Regions from separate parts of the Mus musculus genome. Here regions 1 and 3 are each linked to region 2. Evidence: chromatin contacts called from public Hi-C data. All regions are on one chromosome and are shown on one strand. Each heading gives the region's core, a stretch centred on a gene start, on an enhancer-like site or on the middle of the called end of the contact. The rest is flanking DNA. Distances are from core to core; before and after follow the strand shown. Region 1 has its middle 38 kb from the start of Elapor2. Region 2 holds the start of Elapor2 (endosome-lysosome associated apoptosis and autophagy regulator family member 2). Region 3 overlaps Elapor2 (endosome-lysosome associated apoptosis and autophagy regulator family member 2).

Region 1 (3,582 bases), core at 597-3,096, 38 kb after region 2:
TTTGTTCAGTCCATGATAGCCCAGATGATTAACCAATCTAAATATAGAATACCTCAGGCCTTTCCAGTTTCTGCCAAGGTCCTATAAAAACCACTATATAAAGGAGTTCAGGGACTTCTCCTTCCCTTGAGAATGCCTTCCACCACTAGGAATTTCTCTCCCTCTTTTTTTTTTCTTTATTCTTTATTTTTTCTTAATTTCTGTTGTAGAATATATTTAATCTCAATCAGGGACTTTAATTCTGCCTTTGATCATTCAACACGCAGATAAAAATCACACAACTTTTATTATTTACAGTAAGCTTTTATCAGAACTAAATCTGAGCAGATATCTACCCTCTATGCAATTAAAATCTACTTTCCTATTGATAACCCCAAGTTATTACTTACTATATTTATCTAGGCTACCCTGATTAGCCAGCACTCATGGCCACAATTTTAAGATTCCTACCCCATGGCATTTTCTCCTCTCTCCACCTCCTCTATCTCTACTCTTGGTTCTCCTCTGACCTCTCCTGGTCTCTCCTCACTCCTCTCTATTATTCAGCCTCAAAACCCACCTACCTCTAATAGTAATTGGCTGTAGACAATTTTATTTAACCAATAGTTTTAAATCAAAGAACAAGGTTTACACAACAAAAGCCTGTAAATGTGAGAATTCTCTCATAGGCCTAGACCTTCAGGTACAGAATTTAGCATTACAATTAAGACATCTGCCAAGTTGGAGAGAAGTAATGCTGGCCCAGTGACTAACAGCTAATGGTCAAGATTAATAGCTTACAAAACTGGAATTGCAGATAGAAAAAGGAGGGCTTTTACCACCCCTAAGTGGCAACAGACCAAACCTCAACAATGTCTCTTAATGTACTCTGCATATACCCATTAGAGCCAATGAGAGAACAGATAGCCATCTCAGGTTGATCTTTGGTGACCATTAAATGTTCAATACCTCACGATCCTGTGTCAAGCACAAGAGGGCTGAGAAAGATCCAATCATACTCAAAAACCCTTCAATTAAAAACAACAACAAAAAAAAAAAATGAAAAGTATAACAAATACTGATGAAAGTATAGAGAAGAGGATGTAAAAACCTACTCATAAACTGTGGGTAAGTATGCAAACATGTACAACCATAGCAAATAATATGCAAATTCCTCAAGAAATGTAATAGATGTATCATATTATCCACCAATCCTGCTTCTGTGTCTAACAGATGTTAACCAGCATTCAATGATACATCTGTACCCCTGTGACTATTGCACAGGAGTACAGGTGTATCATTGTACCTATTCACAACAGCCAAGAGTCAGAATCAACCTAGGTATCTGTTGGTGGATGAATGGACAGTGCCCTACCAGTTATTCAATGGAATAAAAAAAGGGCAAATTGATAGAAAGGACAGCATTATATCAAGTAAAATAAGGCAGGCACAAAGCAACAAATGCTGCATATTCTCACTCACATGTAGAACCTAAACGAGTTGATTTCAATGAAGAAAAGAGTACAATACAATGAGCAGAGTCTAGAAATGGGACAAATAAGAAGAGCTGGAAAGTGAAAGGAAATTCAGTTGAATAGGACTGAGCTCTGGTGTTCTACAGCCCAGTAATGTGAACACAGTTTATAATAACATAGACATTTTGTTAAGAACTAGAAGAGGGGAGGTAAAGAAAGCCTCAAACACAATGACGGGGCAGGAAGATGGAAATACTAAGTACCTGGTTTGATTGTCATATAGGGTGTACACATGCTGAATCATTAAGTGACCTCCCATGAGTAACATTTACTCCTGCTAAAATGACAATATAAACAGGACCGTTCAGACTGTGCTACAGGAAGTAAGCTAGTACAACCACAAAGAAAACTGACAGTTTCTTATGAACATTTGCACTACAGCACAGCAATTCCTCTCCTGGGAAATCATGCAAATGAAATGCAAGCATACGCCTACAAAACGACTTTCAAAGAATGTACAAAGAAGCTTTAAGACAAGAGCCAAAATTATAAAACCAGCCACATTCATCAGAAGATGTTGCATCTATAGTAATACATTGGAATGCAGCCTAGCCACATGCAAACATGAGCTTGTAAAGCATACTACATACTCACTGAATAATGTTGAAGACTAGCAAACTACTCACACACATAAGAGAACATATTCTATGACTCCATTCAAAACAAGCAACAGTGATAGAAACAGAAACTATAGTTGCTTTGCAATGACCATAAAACTACAAACTCTTTCAATAAAGAAATAATTTCAGGAAAAGGTCTTGCTGGTGGACAGGAGACAGGTGGAGGTCAAAATGTAGCTAATGTAGCTAACAAGAGGCCCCCAGTTTAGATGGCGGATCTGCCAGGATTCACACCAGAGGAGTTATATTTAGTAGAGCTTACAAAACTAGGATGCTAGTAGTTGCTGCTCCCAACAATTGAGTAACCTGTTGATTCTGAACTAAGTTTGTGTGCTGTTTTCCTTCACAGGGTGAATCAACTGGGTTCTAGAGAGAAAGGTATGGTGGTAAAACGTAGGTTTGCAAGAAGTGCACCCTAGGGCTGGCATGGTAGTGACCCACCAGTGGGAATTTAGAAAGCTAGATGGAAAGATTAGGAGCTCCAGGTCAGGGAGTCTCCATGAGATGAGAACAGGCCAGGCTGGCCAGTCCTCCCATGCCTGCTGGCATAGCATGGATTGCTTTTTTAATATTTCAGAGGACATCCAACATGGCAGACAAGAATCCACTAGAAATTTAAGATTCTTAGTCTATAGTTAGAAACTTAGTTAGAAATTTGGAGTTTTGGGTGAGCAGAGTGGAGTCAAGTCACATCACTCAAGCACAGGAACCTTGAAACAAAGAAAGAGGGCTCTGAGGTCCCCTGCCGTGAAAAGAAAGAAGATGGCTGCTCTGGGTCAAAGAACCAGAGAGTGGAAGCTGCCTACTTCTTGGGGGCAAATATTGATTTTAATATAAAGTTGGGATTATTTGCTTTTAGGATAGACTTATAGAGATATTTTATCCAAATCATGTGGGGAATTTTGCCCACAGTTCAGAACTAAGATAGGGAAAATCAGTCACTGGCTCCAAATAGAGAGCAGTGATAAGTGCCTGCTATGAACAGGTATTGATTAAAGTCTGTGGCTCCAAATAGAGAGCATAACAGATAGATGGTTTATTAAAGTCACCAGAAAACTCATATTCTTTGAATGTGGACTCCACGAAAATTTTGGGTTAATTTCCTGGCATGACAGAATAGAAAAAGTCTAAGAATAGGCTCGTACGCTATTTTAGTTTACTTTATTTGTTTTGGATTGTTCTAATTTTCAAAATGGGTGTTGTGATTTTGAGTTTTGAGGTTACATTATTCCTCTAGAAGAGAGGTCAAGCTAAAGGTTTTTCTGGTTACTGACTCAAGGACATGCTATTTTGGAAGAAAGGTTTTGTCTTTGTGTTCTTAGAAAAGGTGATTAGTGTCTATATACCCTCCAGAGTTATATGGATCAGATATGACGAAGGGAGACCCCCTGAGAACTAGATTCTAGAAAATCAAACAAAAAAATTATCTTGATGATGCTAAAATTTTG
Region 2 (3,663 bases), core at 32-2,531:
TACCTATAAAGAACCTGTCACCCTGATTCCTAGCAATCTTCCTTAAAACAGCGTGTGTGCCTCACCTCTTCTCCAACAGAATCACTCAAAGTAGGTCAGAAATGTTACTTCCTTCCCCTCATTGATTTTCATTAAAAGAAGGCACTTTCTGGAGCATGAAAGGCAAAGGTAAACACACAAAGCAACTTCCAGTGACACCCTCTAGAAATTGTTGGCACAGTAAGTCTCGTTTTTCCCAAAAGCAGGAGAAAGATCTAATCACCCAGAATGTACCCTTCTTGGCTATAAAGCAGCAGTGATCTTAAACTGTAAAGTACTCAGCTACAGGACTTCAACCAGGTGAAGAACCTCCCCAAAGGAACATATTTGCTTTGCCCATTCTAATTTTCTACATCACCAACCCGCCTCTTTCCTAAGTACTTTCTTCTCTGCCTTCTTCACATCCATGTCTTGCCAGAATGTCAAGAGACCACACTGTTCTGTATTTGAAAGCTGAGAGCTTGAGAATTGGATGAAAGCATTTGTGGAGACTGGGGAGCAGAGAAATCAGGAGAGGGAGGGTGAGTATCTAGGTCTCTCAAAAGCTATAAAGCCTTAGTTTTCTAAATCCTATGGGGCAGGGCTTCCCCAGTCTCCTCCCCTTCCTGAAATTTCTTTCTCAAACCCAGGTCCTGAGACCTGGCTCTCCAAAGGGGGCGCAGCAAAGTCCTTCAGAAACCCCCAAACACCAGCACGGAGAGAAATACACCACCAGAAAGACAGAAAGCCTCTACACCCGCTCCTAGCCAGCTAGCAGGGGCGAGCAACTTCATCCCTGGGCAAAACGAACGCCCCTGTCCTCCAAACCCGAAAAAGGTGATGGTCACTCTGAGCCCAGGTCCCCGAGATCGCCCCACCCCACACCCCGCCTCAAACTCCAAGTGGGGACCCGGTGCTGCTCACCTCTTGGCACGCAGGAAGCGGGCGGCCAGAGGAGGACGAGTCTCCAGCCCAAACTGCCTGGCAGCCTGCGAGCGCCCAGCAGCAAATCCAGGCGGGGCTCCAGGGCAGCGAGAGCGCGCGGCGGGGACCCCCGGCCGGTCGCCCCCGATCCCTGCCTTTCGCCCGCCGCAGGGTGAGCAGCAGCATCCCGGCACTGAATGGACTCCGGCGAGGAGTCTGGGAAGCGAGGACCGTGCTCTTGCCTCCTCTGGGCTCAGCTCAACTGGGCTGATCTGCACGCTTACAGCTCGGCCGCTCGCAGCGCGGGCAGCCGGCGCCCGAGCTCCCGTCACGCCAGAGGGAGGGACCGTGGGACGCGGGCGCGGCGCGGGGGCGGGACGTGGGGCGGGGACGCGGGAGCCGGGAGCAGGTGGCGCGGGCTGCGGCTGAGGCCCAGCCCAGCACGCGTGGAGCGGTGGCGCTGCCAACCGCGCAGGAGCCTTGTGACAAGATTGAGGGATTCAGAGAGACCAGAGACTCCGGAGTGTCGCTCCTCTCTAGACCCCTGTCGACACCCTAGGGATATCTCTTATAAGGATCCACGCCTCAGAATGAATTTCTACAAGATTAGGGTTTGCTGAAATGGCAGAGAGGAAAGAGGCCTGAGGTTTGTAGTATTGAGCTCGGTTATCTCATCTATTTAATGAAAATGATAACAGTAGCCACCACGTGAGGTCGCCATGCGGGTTAATTAAGTTGATGTGCACAAAGCTCTTGGAAGGGTGCCTGCCTCACAGTAGATGGGAAAAAAGTGGTGGTACCAAACCTACTTCCTGCTGATTTAGGTATTATTTCATACAGATGTGTAGCTTTTGGCGAACAAACCTTTTTGCTTCTGGGAAAGCATTTATCCTGTACAAAAGCTGCAGTGGTGGTCTATTTTATGTGACCCACACGCACACACTAGGCAGTGAAGGGTGATATGTCAATGGGAGGAGCTCAAGGATCCTCTGACCCAACTGACACACTAAATATAAATGGACCTGAATATGTCTGCAGCAGCTACGTTCACTCAAATATATATACATTTCCTTTCGGTTTTCTTCCACTTACAGTTTAGGAGTAGCCAAACAGGTAGGTGGCTCTGTTATCGCTTCGGTTTTTATTTCCTTTGTTTGTTTTTTTATTCTTTAATCCACCAAGAATTTATGTGAGCCAAATTTATATTATCTTTGTCAACAATTAACCATATGTCTATGAATTAAAAACACTTTCTTTATTAAAACAAAGCCCATTTTATTCAACATAAGTAGATTAAAGTACAGATTTGCCTAAATAGCATTCTTTGTAACTCTCAATTAATAATTTCCTCTTAAAGGATTAAACAGCTTAGAGTTACTAAGTATACATTGCTTTTCTTTTGTGCAGGGTACATCAGAGGTGAACTTCAGTAACACACAACAGTCACAGAACTACATCAACAGCACCACAGCTACAGGCATACGTTCTACATAGATTTTTCTTCTTGCAAGTAAACCAGATTGCAATATTAAATGACCAAAAAATTTAAATCCTCTAAGCACAAAAATGTTAGTAAGTATGAATTCAAGTAGCGAATGTTTGAAACATAAATTTTATGTAAGCGGAATGAAATATTATAAAAGTGTTTCTATATGAACCTCGGAATGAGAACAATTCTAGAAAATGTGCGTGTGGATTATGCACTCCGGAACACGGATATTCTTGAAAACAATTTGACAGCATACTAAAATATTTTTACTCAGTCAGGGAACATGATGGAAGAGGAGACCAAACAAATATAAGAGCCAGAAGGAAGATAAAGAGGAGGGCTGCCTCAGGCTATCTCTAAGTACCACATAGCCTTCACAGTCCTGAATTCACATCAGCCACGCCCAGTGCACTGGGCTGTTAACAGGAAATCATGGGTCCCAGGGGACTGTAGCTCTCCTTCATGAACTATTGACTACTGATGAATTCTGGAGGAGGGACAGTTATTGCGTTCACTTGTGTCCCCAGAAGTGAGCCCACCAGGTGAATGTGTGAGCTACCAACCCACATTCACACAGATGTCCCTGGTTATGCTCAGGTGGTGACAAGACAGAACAAAAAAGCAAGCATTGAGTGTAGAAAGGGACCTGTCCGGGAAAACAGGAATGGGAGGAAGATAAGGGAGGGAAAAGTGGGAGGCACCACAGCACATTATAAACATATTTGAAATTGCCAAAGAATAAACTTAATTAGAGTTATCAAAGTATGAGTACGCCTTTAGCTTTTTAAATTTTTATTTAATTTTTTCATACACTATATATTGATATTTTTCCCTTCCCTAACTCCTTCCAGATCCTCCCCACCTCACTACCCACCCAACTTCATGTTCTTTCTGTCTTTCTGGTCATTTTTAATTCTAGCCATCTAAGAACTAGTGATTAAGGAGAGCAAGATTTTACATTCACTGTTGTTTAATTAAAAATTAAATAGCCTAAGTGCCCCCAAAAGGGGGATAGTTAAGTAAGTTATGCTCCTTCCTGTGGTAAAACTATACTGATATTAAAGTTGTATTTTCAGAGAATACTAAGAGACTTAAGGAAGTGCAATGATACTTTATCAATGTTTAAAACCTGGAGACTCACCTTAAGTAGCTGGTCTCCAGGTGTGGCAGGAGAGAGTAGGGTGTGCAGTTGGGGTGGGTTTATTGAAGAAGCCTGGTTAAAACAAAACCAA
Region 3 (3,869 bases), core at 538-3,037, 61 kb before region 2:
TGGGTACTTTCTCTAGCTCCTCTATTGGGGGCCCTGTGTTCCATCCAATAGCTGACTGTGAGCATCCACTTCTGTGTTTGCCAGGCCCTGGCATAGCCTCACAAGAGACAGCTATATCAGGGTCCTTTCAGAAAAATCTTGCTGGTGTATGCAATGGTGTCAGTGTTTGGAGGCTGATTATGGGATGGATCCCCGGGTATGGCCGTCTGTAGATGGTCCATCCTTTTGTCTCAGCTCCAAACTTTGTCTCTGTAACTCCTTCCATGGGTGTTTTGTTCCCAATTCTAAGAAGGGGCAAAGTGTCCATACTTTTTTGGTTTTCGTTCTTCTTGAGTTTCATGTGTTTTGCAAATTGTATCTTATATCTTGGGTATCCTAAGTTTCTGGGCTAATATCCACTTATCAGTGAGTACATATCATGTGAGTTCTTTTGTGACTGGGTTACCTCACTCAGGATGATGCCCTCCAGGTCCAACCATTGTTTTTAATAGCTGAGTAGTACTCCGCCAGACTGATTTCCAGAGTGGTTGTACAAGCTTGCAATCCCACCAACACCCCTATTTTTTTAGATGGAATTGAAAGCACAGGTCTATCACTTTAGAACACATATTTGGCCATTTTTCAGGGTGTTCAGTAAATAGGTATAAATGTCTCAACCATTCTCTTTAAAGTATTTTATCTAGAAGATATCAAATCAAACTACTCACAAAGAATACCTGTATGAAAATATCGATTGCCATTTATTTTATTCATCATAGTTGAAACTGGGAAGACAACAAGTATCTGTCAACACGGGCAGGCTTAAGTAAATGTGCAATTTCTCTCTCACAGTTGGCACACAGTATGAACGAATCTCCGAAACCTCATGCCAGTGCAGGAATCATACACCTACATCACCCCATTTCCAGAAAGGTCAGGGACCAATGAAATGAGAAAAGCTAAAAAACCAGCAGTTGCATCCTGGCTCCAGGCTTAGATAGGACATTGGGGACAAAGAAAGAAAACAAGGCAAGTTTCTGGCTGATGAAAATATTGTTTCAACAGAGGAATGTCTGGCAAAAATCAAATTGGCTACTTAGGATCTGTGCATTTCACTGTGTGTATAGAACCTCAAAAACGTTTAAATATTATTCTGTTTCATGAGTTAGAGTTTTTAGGAACATGAACCAAGGACTCTGAAAACAATTGTGTGTTGTAGCCTGTAATGGTTTAAATGGCAATGGCTCCCCTAGGCTCTTATTTGAATATTTAATCTCCAGTTGGTTAAAATGCTTGGGAAAGATTAGGGGGTGTGGCTTAAAGCAAATGTGCCACTAGGGGGTGGGTTTTGAGGCTCCAAAAGTTGAAACCATTCCAAGTCAGTTCTTTCTCTCTGCCTCATGGCTTTGAATCAGATGCACTACTACTCAGCTACAAATTCAGCACCATGCTGTCTGCCACAGTGGACTGCCCATCTGGAAAGATGGCTCCCCACTTAAATGCTTTCCTTAATAATTCACAGTGTCTTGTCATGACAGTGGGAAAGTAACCAAGACATGGATATAAGCAAAATAAACTTAAAGGAACCCAGGATTCTAGCTGTTGAGAAATGGGGTTACAAATATCGAAAAGAAACATACAGGAATGTACCCAATGTACTCAATGTACCCAGTGCTTACAAGTTATCAGCTCGAATTGCAATTATAACCTCAGAGTATACAGAACAAATACTCAGCATGTATGGATCCCAGATCTCAGTTTCAAAATATCATCCTCTATCAAAAAAAAAAAAAAAAAAAAATCAAGGAACCCTAGAGGAAAAGCTAACTGAAGAGCCAGGGCACAGAGAATACAAGGAACCCAGAGCAGCTTCTACACAGCCACAGTGGTGAGGAAACAAATACTCAGAGAATGAATGGCAACAGAAAGGACAGTACAGCAGCCAAAGTGAGACTCCCTGGGCTATATCTGCATCAAAATAAAAGTCAGCATTAATGACTAAACAAGGAGTCACTTCTAGTTAGCTTTAACTATTAGCTTGATACAGACTAGAAATACCAGAAGGAGTCTCAGTTGAGCCCAGATCTTATTGAGCTGTAGGGTCTGTCCTCAGAGCATTTGCTTAATTGCTAATTGAGTCAGGAGTGCCTGGTGTATGTACTATGGGTCGTACCATCCCTAGGAAGGGGTGTAAATACTCTACAGGAAACCCAGATGAGCAGATGCATAGGAGCCAGCCCCCATTCCTCTGTGGTCCACTTCAGTTCCTGCTTTAGTGCCTGTCCTCACTTCCATCAATCATGAAATAGGACCTGCAATTTTAAGACAAAAATAAAAATAAAATCTCTTCTACCTTTTAGTTTCTTTTTGTTATAGTATTTATTGCCAACAACAGAAAAAGAAACCAGGAGAGAATCTAACAGTATGATACAAACAAAAGGGGAAGATAGAGAAGACCTGCTTTCAACAAAAGGTTAAGAGATTAAACAGAAGGAATGGCGAGGTTAGAAAACTACTAATGATTGCTACAACTATTCAGTGAAAGTCAAATGAAGACAAGGATATTTATACAGTCTGAATATATCACTAGACACACTGATAACTGATTTTATACTATTTTGGTGAAAAATCCTAGCAGACCCGAAATGACCAACAGTCACCTATACAGGTACAAGGTGAAAGCTTCTTATGATGCACTCGGAAAGACAACAAACTCCTAAGAAAGGTAAGATAAAGAAAGACAGAATGGGGACTGAGGGAGCTCAGTCAATAAAGTACATCCCACTGAAGCATAAAGACATGATTTCAGATCCCTGGAACCCATATAAAAGCTAGGAAAGTAGCTTTATCACAGCCCAGTATTGAGGGTGGAAAACAAACAGGGACTTTCGAGGAGCTCATTGGATGGCCAGCCCATCCAGGCCACCGGTAGCTCAGGTTCAGTGATACCCCACCTCAAAAAGTAGAGAGGACCACAATCAAGGAAGACACCTGACTCTGTGGTGTCCACATGATTTGCACACGTTTACCTACACCTGCATGAACACACATGCACATTCACAAATATGTTCACATGAACACACAAAAAAAGATAGGACCAAGGAATCATCCCAGAGTGACGAGGGTAAAGAGGCCCGGCAATGTTTCTAAGTTGTGTTTGGACTGGGGAAATATAACTATAATTCTCATCATTCAAACTCCTGGTATTGCCTAAATGTAGATGCTGGTTAAATAGGAATCATGTGTCTGGGAAGTTTCTTAACTTTAAATTAATGAAAATAATAAAAGTAAATTGGGTTTTACTTTTCATTAAGCAATCCTGGGTTAAAAAACTGTAACACACAGGCATTTCTTTTAATCATATCATAGATATGACAAGAATTAGAATAAGCAGCATGCAGAGAGAATTATTATAATCAACAAGATAAAGACACAAAGTTTATTAGGAAAAGCAAAAGGGTATTTCCCTTAGCCAGAGAGATCATATGATGCCTTCATGAAAAGAGAGATTTCATCTGTGGGCTGGACCTCTACAATCACACAGAACAAAATAGACTAGGGATCTAACTCTAGTAAAGTGCTTCTTGTGCATGCAGGGTGCCCTGGAGTCAATCCCACAAAAGAGAAGGAGGAAGGCAGGGAGGGAAGGAGGGAGTGAGGGAAGAAGGGGCAGAGGGTCAAGCAGACAAATGGATAGACAGGTAGATGGGCAGACTGACTAAAGAAAAAAAGCATAGAGGTGCTCTGCAGATGGAACACTGTGAAGCAAGGCACTGAGAAGCAAATTGGAACATTTGTAGGAATTGGGGAAACAGTTGTGGTTAAAGGTAGACAACACGAGAAGAAACCATACGGGTAAAGGCCAGATCATTTCAGAGCTTTGAGTTCCA

Evidence for each region. Hi-C and Micro-C count contacts between places; a contact is called where the count stands out from the background.
Region 1: a Hi-C map of pre-B cells shows a contact between it and region 2, with 2.5 times the contacts expected there. The contact joins the enhancer-like site here to the promoter of Elapor2 in region 2. A contact is called at or near these places in 1 of 39 promoter capture datasets (pre-B cells), 1 of 15 datasets of contacts at CTCF or cohesin (the NIH/3T3 cell line), 1 of 484 Hi-C or Micro-C datasets (pre-B cells), 2 of 115 datasets of contacts at active chromatin or transcription factors (both in embryonic stem cells) and 3 of 9 other capture datasets (adipose tissue, liver and pancreatic islet).
Region 3: a contact with region 2 is called in a Hi-C map of the N1E-115 cell line, with 5 times the contacts expected there. The contact joins the enhancer-like site here to the promoter of Elapor2 in region 2. A contact is called at or near these places in 1 of 484 Hi-C or Micro-C datasets (the N1E-115 cell line), 1 of 115 datasets of contacts at active chromatin or transcription factors (embryonic stem cells) and 1 of 9 other capture datasets (pancreatic islet).

Annotation. Positions count from the first base shown.
Region 1 is chr5:9,226,040-9,229,621 of GRCm38.p6, reverse strand. No RefSeq gene overlaps it. Among named protein-coding and RNA genes, the nearest start is that of Elapor2, 38 kb to the left of the region's middle. Within about 2 kb of position 1,846, at least 18 of the 459 cell types and tissues checked have an H3K27ac peak or open chromatin away from gene starts, as enhancers often do. A contact at or near this core is called in pre-B cells, where this site is marked.
Region 2 is chr5:9,263,736-9,267,398 of GRCm38.p6, reverse strand. It overlaps Elapor2 (endosome-lysosome associated apoptosis and autophagy regulator family member 2), which reads right to left and starts at 1,281. Exons shown (of 22, transcript NM_172706.4): 1 at 943-1,281. The coding sequence starts at 1,128.
Region 3 is chr5:9,325,304-9,329,172 of GRCm38.p6, reverse strand. The region is part of intron 1 of Elapor2 (endosome-lysosome associated apoptosis and autophagy regulator family member 2); the gene reads right to left. Among named protein-coding and RNA genes, the nearest start is that of Mir879, 48 kb to the left of the region's middle. Within about 2 kb of position 1,787, at least 1 of the 459 cell types and tissues checked has an H3K27ac peak or open chromatin away from gene starts, as enhancers often do. A contact at or near this core is called in the N1E-115 cell line, where this site is marked.